Linked DNA regions of Mus musculus: all the other regions are linked to region 3. Evidence: chromatin contacts called from public Hi-C and HiChIP or PLAC-seq data. All regions are on one chromosome and are shown on one strand. Each heading gives the region's core, a stretch centred on a gene start, on an enhancer-like site or on the middle of the called end of the contact. The rest is flanking DNA. Distances are from core to core; before and after follow the strand shown.

Region 1 (3,168 bases), core at 200-2,699, 1.6 Mb after region 3:
GAATGAAACACTATACAGATTTAAAAAAAAAAAGCCCACTGGATTGTAAGTAGGCAGTAGGAGAACTTCATTAAGACTGTCAAGGAGAACAGAGGGCACTGAAGACCCACTTCCCACACACTAGGTCTACTCGTCTCTGATCAGCATCTATTCAAGGACTTTCCTGCCATGAAGACTTTCCAACATCCTTCTTCCTAGTCTCTCTTTCTCCTCATGCCATTTCTTCCAGATTTCTATCCATCCTTCTTATTTCAACTCAAATACCTCTTTCTCAGAAAGATATTCCTGGATACTTCTCAGGAAAATAAAACCTATGTGGTCCTGTGTAAAACTCTTCTAGTACTCTATGTTTTCCTTAATAGCACTTACCAAAGTCTATAATTAGTCATAAGACTGGTTACTGATTGTATCCCTAATTCCAGTACCTGGAAACTCTCTGCGAAGCAGAGCGATGTGCCTGTCACATCCACAACTGCCTATCACTTTGCACACAGACGCACAGTATTGGCTACGAATACCTTTATGGTGAAAGAAAAAGGACTACCAAAAAAAAAAAAAAAAGTCAAGTGAGTGAATACATTGAGCAAAAAGCACTGACGGGAGTTTCCATTAGTATTCTCCAGACAAAAGCCTTTTGGAGTCTAGGGATACGGAAGACCTTCCATCACTATCTCCTGACCCAACAGCAACAACACTTGGGTTTTTTGTCTTTCACAGAAATTGCTCCCTGAGGTAAAGCAAACTTTACCGCATTATCTTAAGGATGTGCCCACAGTCACCACGACTTTCGTCCTAACATCACAAACACTTCTCTATAGTCTGAGAGCTCCTAAGTTAAAGGGAGTGATTCCTGTTTGCCCCCGGATCCCTACAGTATTGAATGAACAAGAAGGAAGCTATCCACACCGAATGATCAAGAGAAAACAAGCCAACTAAACTCTTTCAACACCTGCTATATCCTAACCCAACTCAGTACGGTAACTTCATCTTGCAGATGTCACTAAAGGTCGAGAAATGAAACGTTTGCTCAAGGTCACACGAAGTACCAGAGTCTCCATGGAAATCAAGACCTCCTTGATACTGTTGCTTCCCTCCGCCGCACCAGGAAGCCCGTGACTGCCTTACCTGCTGTAATAGACCCGCCATCTCTTCCTGCAATGGAGTGAGCGCCTTGGTGATCAGCGGTGGCCGCTGCAGACACAAGGCGCCCGACAAGCGCCATGGAGACCGGCTGCTTGAGGACGCAGCCTCAAGGGACAAGCCACGAGAACTACCTGCCCAGAACCTGTCAAGCTGCCGCCAGCCTCTAGCCAGCCCTAAAAGAGTACGCCCTACGGGCGCCGCCATCTTTCTGTCTTCCCACAAGGTACCGCGGCGCCCGGCAGAGCCCTCAGCCAACCCCAGGTTCCCATGAGGCAACGCGGGCCGGCGAGGGGCGGGTTTACCGAGTGGAATGAACCATTCCCTTTGGGGGAGGTAGGTGAAATTCTAGTGTTAGACCACTAGAAAGGGGAAAGTTCCTACATAAATGGTTTTATAGAGCTTTAAATTTGAAGAAAAAATACTTACAGGACTATTTAAGAGCAATCAGGTGATTTCCTGTCTGTGAGCACCCCCACAGAGGCTCATGGTGCTGGCTCGAGCTAAGCCAAGCGCCGCGGAGGGTCAATTTCAGTCATGCAGGTTTTAAGAAACTCCGGGTCGTGGCTCCTGCGGTCCTGGGCTGGACATGGAATGACCAGGTAAGGATTACTCTTTCGAACCCACTGTCACTCTCGAGCCTGCCCGCCTACCTTCCTTCCAGACCTATGTGCCACTTGAACCCCCCAAAATACCGTTAATCCAGTCCCTCATCGTACTCTCTCTCTCTCTCTCTTTTTTTGCCCCCCAGGTTTGTGGGCATTGCCCCAGCTAAGAATATCCACACCGGAGCCCCGAGATTAGAAGACTCAGCTGCCAGGCAGAACACTGAAAGGGAAGCGGCTCCAAGTCGCTTCAGGTGAGGGTAAGTGGATGCAGCGCTCTGGAAAGTTGCATCCTGTGACTTCTGCCCGACACCGTCCAAAATCATAGAAAAAGTTAATTCCTGGCTGTCATTTGCCATCTGTGGGAGCTTGTGCAAATCAGCACACTATACGTGGAGATAATGCTTAGAGGGGTTGTTGGGAAAATAGAGGGATGAGCAGGGGCATAAGGTAGCTGTTCAATTAGCAACTGTTAGCTAAGTGTCCAATGTATATAAATACCAGCTTTCTTTTCCTTGTGAGATAAGCTTTAGATCCGACTAGCAGCTTTCTCTGCCTCCAACATAAAATGTCTTGAAGAACCACACTAACTGCACATCTAGATTGTGCCTTTCTTAATTTCGTGCCTAGCCCTGGGACCTGGCATCCTGCAGCATCCCACTAGTAGAAATACTTAATATGCAGGCGGTATATATGTTCACTTACCTTCACATCTGTTTAACAGTTACAAAAGCTACTACTACCTGTTGAGTACCAGGATAAATACAGGAAATATAGGTTATGTCTCCCCAGAAGTAGTACACAACTTGCAAAAACAACACACAGGCAAATGTATTAACCATAATCTGATCAAAAGGATAATAGAGGTAAGAACTGGCTGGACATTTAAGAGAGTAAGGCACACTTGAGGAATTCAGGAAAGACTAAGTACCGTGGACTGTGGAAGTGACTAGGATCTCAGCTGGACAAGATCATTGTGATCGTGGCAGGCAAGGGTAACGTCTGTGGAAAGGCAGGCTGTCAGAACTGGCTTGTGATGCCTCTAGAAAGGCATTTCGGAACCTGTGGGTTGCAACCCCTTTGGGGTTCCTAAGGCCATCAGAAAACACACATACATACGTTACGATTCATAACAGTAGCAAAATCACAGTTAGGAAGTAGCAACGAAAATAATTTTATGGCTGGGGGTCACCACAGTATAAGGAACTGTATTAAAGGGTCACAGCATTAAGAACACTGAGGACCACTGCTCTAGAAGGATCCAAATGGCAGAGGACAGCCCTGTCTCCCTAGAGCTTTTACACTTTATCCCCTGCAGGCAACGAGGAGCTACTGATGGAATTTGATCCAGGACCGTTGTAGCCGTTCATTTGGCAATCCCAGACACTACTAGGATTGTTGGGGTTCTGTCCCTGCTCCAACA
Region 2 (2,917 bases), core at 325-2,824, 1.2 Mb before region 3:
GTCACCTGTAACCCCTAGCCACTCACTTGGGGCATAGTCACACAGATAAATTAAATATAAAAAAAAAATGAAAAAGTTTCTACCAAAAGTGCAATACTCAAGAAAAAGTGTTTTGAAAAGCTTTAATGGTAGATATGTATGCATACTAGATTTTATTATTTCTTAAATAATGAGATACACTGAACACAAAACAGTCTTCCAGGAAGAACACGGTAGAGACGAGAATTTCCCAGCCCTCACTGGGATACCACTCTGAAGTGGCACCGTTAACAATGCCTCTTGCTAGTATATACTTTCCCAAGTTTCTGATTATATTAAGAAAGACAGTAACGAAGACTAATTCGGCATTGTTCACAGATCCAGCTTGGGTTGTGCACATTTTATATCGTTTAGACTTCGAATTTCTTTCAGTTAGCTAGAATGTTAGAATTATGAAGGATGCTATAAACCCAAAATATAAGTGACTGTAAGGGAAATTCTGGGGGATGTTTAATAATCCTGTAAGAAATATGAGCTATGTAGTTCCAGGACGTTTAGCACTCCAGTGAATAAATAAAATATTGATAACATTTGTAGTCTTCTTTCCAAATCCCTGTATAGGTTGGTTATTTAAACTGATCCTCATGCTATATTTTTTAAAAATTAATCTCACATTAGGAAAAGATGGGAGGTCACATTCTTTTGCCTTCCAGGGAAGGTATCTTTGCCTCCATGATCTAGAGTAAGAATTTAGCATCTTCTCTCAGCGACATTTAACATCCAACACAATGGACTCAGAGAGGAATGGGAGCAAACATGAAATCAGGGTGGTGGATTTGGAGGCATTTTTCTTTGGAACCTTCTTGGACAACTCAGGCTTAAAGTTTTAAGGCACTGTAGGTAATTTCACTGTAGGTTGTTACACACTCAAAACCCACCCAAACTTCAGCCATACTTTTTAGTCATTAGAATTCTAATTGCCCTAGCTTATTTTCACTATTAGGATGCACCTGGGTAGGTGTTGGTTCTGAGACGTCCTGTTCCATCCTGGGAGGAGCTAGAGTGACCGCCTGGCTTTGCCATTCGTTAGAGACCCGGGAAACTGAAAATCTTTCTAGTCATCGTTTTTTTTTTTTTTTTTTTTTTTTTTTTTTTTTTCTTATTTGTGAGCTCTATGGTGACCACCACATTTCAGGATAAATGACTTGATACTCACGTGCCAAGTGTACCCTGTAATACTTTGCCTGTTTGCATGCTCCTTTGCAGGACCCTGCTTTAGGCTGTGTTTAGCCGTGCTTCCTGCTAGGCTTGTTCCAGATAAGGTAGCTTGCGAAGGCATCCTTAGTGCCTTGGGAATAGAGATAGAATGGTGGGCCTCTTGCTGAACGTCTTAAGCAGACATCCAGTGCGCTGAGTTATTCTTTCTTGGCCCTGAAGTTGTACTCTGCCTACGTGTACTTGTTTGCACTCCAAATCAGGGACAAGCTAGATCCCACAGGGTCCTAGACCACAAGCACAGGCAAGGGAGTGATGCCCTGCATCAAGCCTCCAAGACTGTGACAGTTCTGGGCTGACCTGTAGGGGGCAGCATCGTCGCGCTCCTCACTCCGGCCTTCCTTGGGCGTGGCTCCACTTAGTGCCCCAGGCTCTGCAGACAGCTGCAGCAGCTTTCAACAAACTGCACTTTCCTGGGGATGGCAGCTGCAGTCCCAGCTGCTTCCACTGCTGTGGTTGATCTCCTTCTCTGCCACCTCAGATCACACAAGCCTTTCTGCCACAGCCAGGGATCGCCTCCTTACAGAGCTCAGGGTCTGTCTGAGAACCTTGCTCCAAACTCTCTGTACCCTGATTTTCATTGCATTGAAAGTGTCAAGCGATCTCTTCATGCAATTTTTTTTTAGATAATAAATGCTTAAATTTATTGATCACCGAAATATAAATAAGTAACATTTCCTGATTCTTTTAAGATCAGTCATGTTTTCTAAATAACACCATGAAAAAATGTATTGAAATGAATTCATACAGAAATGTGGATGTCAAATATTTAACAAATCAGAGAAAAATGAATGATGCTTGGTTACTTGAATGACTCAGTGTATTGTTCTTAAACATGCATTACTTATAAAACTAGTAAAAACCCAAACAATATTCTGTAATTTTGTTTGTTACTAAAAAATTTTTATAAATTTAATTCTTAATCTTCAAAGTTATAAATTCTCAAATTTTATGGATTATAGGAAAATCTCAAGACCCCATAAGGAAAATTTTTCTTTTTTTTCTCTTCATGCAATTTTAAGCTTGTGAAGGGGAACAAATGCGTTTTATATTCCTCTGACCCACCATCGTCTCTGCTGGACAGCGTGAGCCCCTCAGACAGCAGGTAGCTTGGTGCACACAGGGCAGGCATCACTGTTTTTGCTGCTGATGGGGTGGGCAGGACAAGTGATAGAAATGTGGAACCAGGGGCTGCTCCATACCTGAGTTTCTCCACAGACCCAGTTGCTCCGCAACCCTCAGCAGCACAGATATTCCCAAGCGTCCCACTGTTAAGACCGACTTCCCAATGTCGGTTTCCATTTACCTTAGAGTTCATGGAAGTTAACCCATGTCTCCTGGCTCTCACTGTCCAGGAGGTGTGAATAGCCCACTCTGTCCCAGGAGCCTTTCAGACCTGAAGGACTCAGAGGAGAGTCAAATGGAGAAGCCCTGGCAGATGTCAGGCATCTCAGCTACTTGGAAGGCTGAGGTAAGAGGAGCCCTTGAGCCCAGGGCTGAAAGGCCTGCCTGTGCAGCATAGATGGATCCATCTCACAAACAAATGAGTGACTAAGCCCAGAGTCACAGGCAGATAAGAGTGGAAAGACCTAAAACCTGATCTGTTGCTATCCCTTTAGGGAACCTCAGGCCTTGGGGACAGCCAGGTCACTGAGGGTCACAG
Region 3 (3,187 bases), core at 74-2,573:
AGACACGCTGTACAAAAGTAGGACACACATGTGTCTGGTACTTACAGCAGTAAAGAAGCATCCAGAAAAAAATAAAATAATAAAAAAAAAGCATCCTCTTTCCTAATCTCTAATTTCCAGAAGCAGCCTTGTTTCTTTTTCTCTCCATGGCCTGTAGAGGTCAGAAAAGGGCCTTGCTTTCCAATCACTGGCTGTCCTCTGTCCCCATTAGAATTCGCCTGGGTATGTATAATTAAGCCAGCTGAGGCTCAGCACATAGAAACGGAAACGCATTGACTTTAATAAAACAGAGTGTAAAACAAGTTGAGATTGACTCTAGCCTTGTTTACTCTCGCATACTTGTAATAGTGGTCGGTATATTCCCAGTCAAAGAGACCATCGTCCTGGGAACTGAAGCATGTCCTTTCATTGCGACTGCAGCCTGTCCTAACAGGCAAGACACACTAGCTCAGTGCTCCTGGCTCACTGGAAACAAAAATTAGAAAGAAAAAAAAAAGTAAGTTCTGTTTCTTAAGGGAAAAGAGGCAATGACAAAGAGAAAGTGGGCACCATGAAACGCAGTCCCACGGATGTTCTTACCATTTTGTTTGATTTATTTTTTTCATGGTCACAAGGAAATTGGGAATCCAGAAAAAACAATGATAGCCAGACTCAAAATGGGGCAGGCATTTCGGCGAAACTAAGTAAGTAGCGTTGTTCAACGGGGAGTTTTGAAAGCCAAGATGTCATGATATTGGCATGCTACTTCATGGATGGACTTTCGTTTCTCTAGGTCTCAGTTTCCCCATTGAAAACCGAGGACCTAGATCAGATGAAAGCAAACATCACTAACATTTCTACCATTCACAAGCATGGCATTGGATGCCCTGCAGAGACCGCTACTCAGAGACTGCAGACTGGCTGGGCCAGTGAAGAGGCAGCATGAGGCAACTCACACTGCTTCTCTGTCTGGAGAGGATGGAGTCCAGAGCTGGACAATGATCCTTTCAGAGCTGAGAGTGATGCCCTTGACACCTTGCCAATACCCAGCAGAATAAGAGCTTCCGAAATTGGGGCTAAAAATAAATAATGAAACCAAGTGACAACATAAACAGAAAGAAAGAACAGAGCGCGGACTTGAGTCAGCAAACTTGTGAACAGGATAGAGAAGAATCAAATTCATTTTCATCTCTGTTGATTGGCTGGTTAGGTGGCTGGACTCTTAGAATTCAAATCATAGTTAGTGATGTGTTTGATGCCACCCTGGGGGAAGGAGGAAGAGGGCTGAGCAGAGGCGTGGCCGCTCGCTCCCTCTCTCTCTGGTCCATTTCCTTTCTGTGGCATAGTTGGCCCCTTCCTTCTAGCTGTCTTTTTGTTGGTTGTTCAAAGAAAGAGCTCTTACACAGTCCTTCCCCTGTCTCTGGCCGCATCCTGGACCCAGGCCAGCTGCCCTCCTCGACCTCGTCTCTCAGCATTTGGGGCCCAGCTTCCTCTTTGCCTTTCTGAAGCACACACCGCATTTTAATCCAAAACGACTTTCAGATCTGACTGTTTGGGGCAGGACGTGTGCAAGAGGTTTCAGGAAAGGGAGCTCATAGCTGTTGGGTCTGTTTCATACTCAAACCAGTCTGCACTTTCATGTGGTATGCGAAGAAGCAGCAGACATTTAACAACCACAGGGGAAACTGGACCAATTCTCTCTATAAGCCCTATTAAGTTCATCCAGGTCTCAGTTTCCAAAGCTGTAGATTCAGACCTGGAGGAGACTCTCCTTCCCCATTCCATTGTATACATTTAGGTATATGCAAATGTGAGCATGACTAGGCCAAAGAAACCTTCTGTGAATCAGACAATAATGTACATTAAATATTTGGAGGTGTACACTAGCAGAAAGGAAAGGAAGAAAGTCTCCCAGTGTGGCTGGGGAATCAAGAGCCTCTGAAACATCCTATGTAACATGAAAATACAATGTCTAATATTTACTTCTAGATTGTGTCTTATTTGGGGTGGGTAATCTCACATCGTCTCATGTCTAGCCTTTGAACTCTCCAATTAGTTTCCTTGAGCTCCAAACAGCTAAGCTCTAAAGATATCTGAAGTAGATAAAATATGAGATTGTTTAATTTGGATGAAAACAGGTGAGACCTTCAAGGAATCCTAAGCAGGTAGAGGAAGTTTGAATACTTTGTTTCTAAAACATTAGAGATCAACTTTATAATACTTTAGAAATGATAAGACATTGGCAGAAATCCTTATCATCAATCCATTTGTGGGTTAGATCTTATCAACTCCCAGAGACTTTTGGGATCAAGTCACTCTGGTTATCCCATATTAAGATGATACACCAACAGTGGCACTACCCACCAATGCATGTTGAGTGGTTGCTAAAGAGACCAACTTAGTATCTATAGTATGTATACTTACTGTCTCCATTTCCCCCCAGAGACCAATAATATTGTAAAGAATGTTGTTTAGGGACAAAGATGCCTGTTTTCCCATGTTATTTCCCAACCCCACCCCAGAGGCAAATTTACTTTTATGCATTTTTCTTCAAATTAAGTTAGAAATGGATCTGTGATTTTCATCATCTCATTTGCAAACTTTTTCAAGATCGATCACTTTCCCATGTGCCCATCAATCTTGATTTTTCTTGGTCCTCCATTCCATATTTCTAAAGGAAAAGGCCCACTGGCATTTTGATACAGTTCTTTTATGAGTTGATGGTGGTAGTAGGTGCTGTGAGTGGAAAATGTGAGAAACACTATATGGTTTTCCCCAAATGTTCAGAGCAACATTCTAAAAGATGAACATTAATTTCAAACAGAGGTTAAGTAAATATCATAGAAGAAACAGTTCTAACAAAACCACGTTTGGGTTGGGATAGGTGGTGTGTGCCTTAGAGTGCCTGCTATGGATCCGATTCTACTGGTAATGCCAGTGAGTGCTCTAAATCACATCACCTGCTCATATGATGATGAGACTTTCTTCAGAGATCAAATTCTACCAGCTCTGGAAGAGGGCTGGGGCACTCCCATCCCCTCCTAGACTCAGATCTGTCTTGCAATGTGAAACATCAACACATTTCAGATCATTTTCAGTTTATTTTATAAGGACAAGAGTTTATCTTTCTAATTCTTAAACAATGGCTGCCTCTCAGCTTTACTTAGCTTCTACTTAAGCACCGGTGCGTACATGAGCCAGCTATTTC

The links. Hi-C and Micro-C count contacts between places; a contact is called where the count stands out from the background. HiChIP or PLAC-seq counts read pairs in DNA pulled down with a chosen protein or histone mark.
Region 1: a contact with region 3 is called in an H3K27ac HiChIP or PLAC-seq map of stem cell-derived neural progenitor cells, with 10 times the contacts expected there. The contact joins the promoter of Mrps11 here to the enhancer-like site in region 3. A contact is called at or near these places in 3 of 39 promoter capture datasets (frontonasal cranial neural crest, hippocampal neurons and pre-B cells) and 2 of 115 datasets of contacts at active chromatin or transcription factors (embryonic forebrain and stem cell-derived neural progenitor cells).
Region 2: a contact with region 3 is called in a Hi-C map of stem cell-derived neural stem cells, with 2.4 times the contacts expected there. The contact joins two enhancer-like sites. A contact is called at or near these places in 9 of 484 Hi-C or Micro-C datasets (the N1E-115 cell line, cerebellar granule neurons, cerebellum and 5 more) and 2 of 115 datasets of contacts at active chromatin or transcription factors (oligodendrocyte precursor cells and stem cell-derived neural progenitor cells).

Annotation. Positions count from the first base shown.
Region 1 is chr7:78,781,682-78,784,849 of GRCm38.p6, forward strand. Mrps11 (mitochondrial ribosomal protein S11) reads left to right here and starts at 1,450. Exons shown (of 6, transcript NM_026498.2): 1 at 1,450-1,742; 2 at 1,892-1,999. The coding sequence starts at 1,678. It overlaps Mrpl46 (mitochondrial ribosomal protein L46), which reads right to left and starts at 1,408. Exons shown (of 4, transcript NM_023331.2): 1 at 1,126-1,408. The coding sequence starts at 1,347.
Region 2 is chr7:75,912,552-75,915,468 of GRCm38.p6, forward strand. No RefSeq gene overlaps it. Among named protein-coding and RNA genes, the nearest start is that of Klhl25, 66 kb to the left of the region's middle. Within about 2 kb of position 1,575, at least 36 of the 459 cell types and tissues checked have an H3K27ac peak or open chromatin away from gene starts, as enhancers often do. A contact at or near this core is called in neural progenitor cells, oligodendrocyte precursor cells and stem cell-derived neural stem cells, where this site is marked.
Region 3 is chr7:77,131,863-77,135,049 of GRCm38.p6, forward strand. No RefSeq gene overlaps it. Among named protein-coding and RNA genes, the nearest start is that of Gm30774, 760 kb to the left of the region's middle. Within about 2 kb of position 1,324, at least 86 of the 459 cell types and tissues checked have an H3K27ac peak or open chromatin away from gene starts, as enhancers often do. A contact at or near this core is called in neural progenitor cells, oligodendrocyte precursor cells, stem cell-derived neural progenitor cells and 1 more, where this site is marked.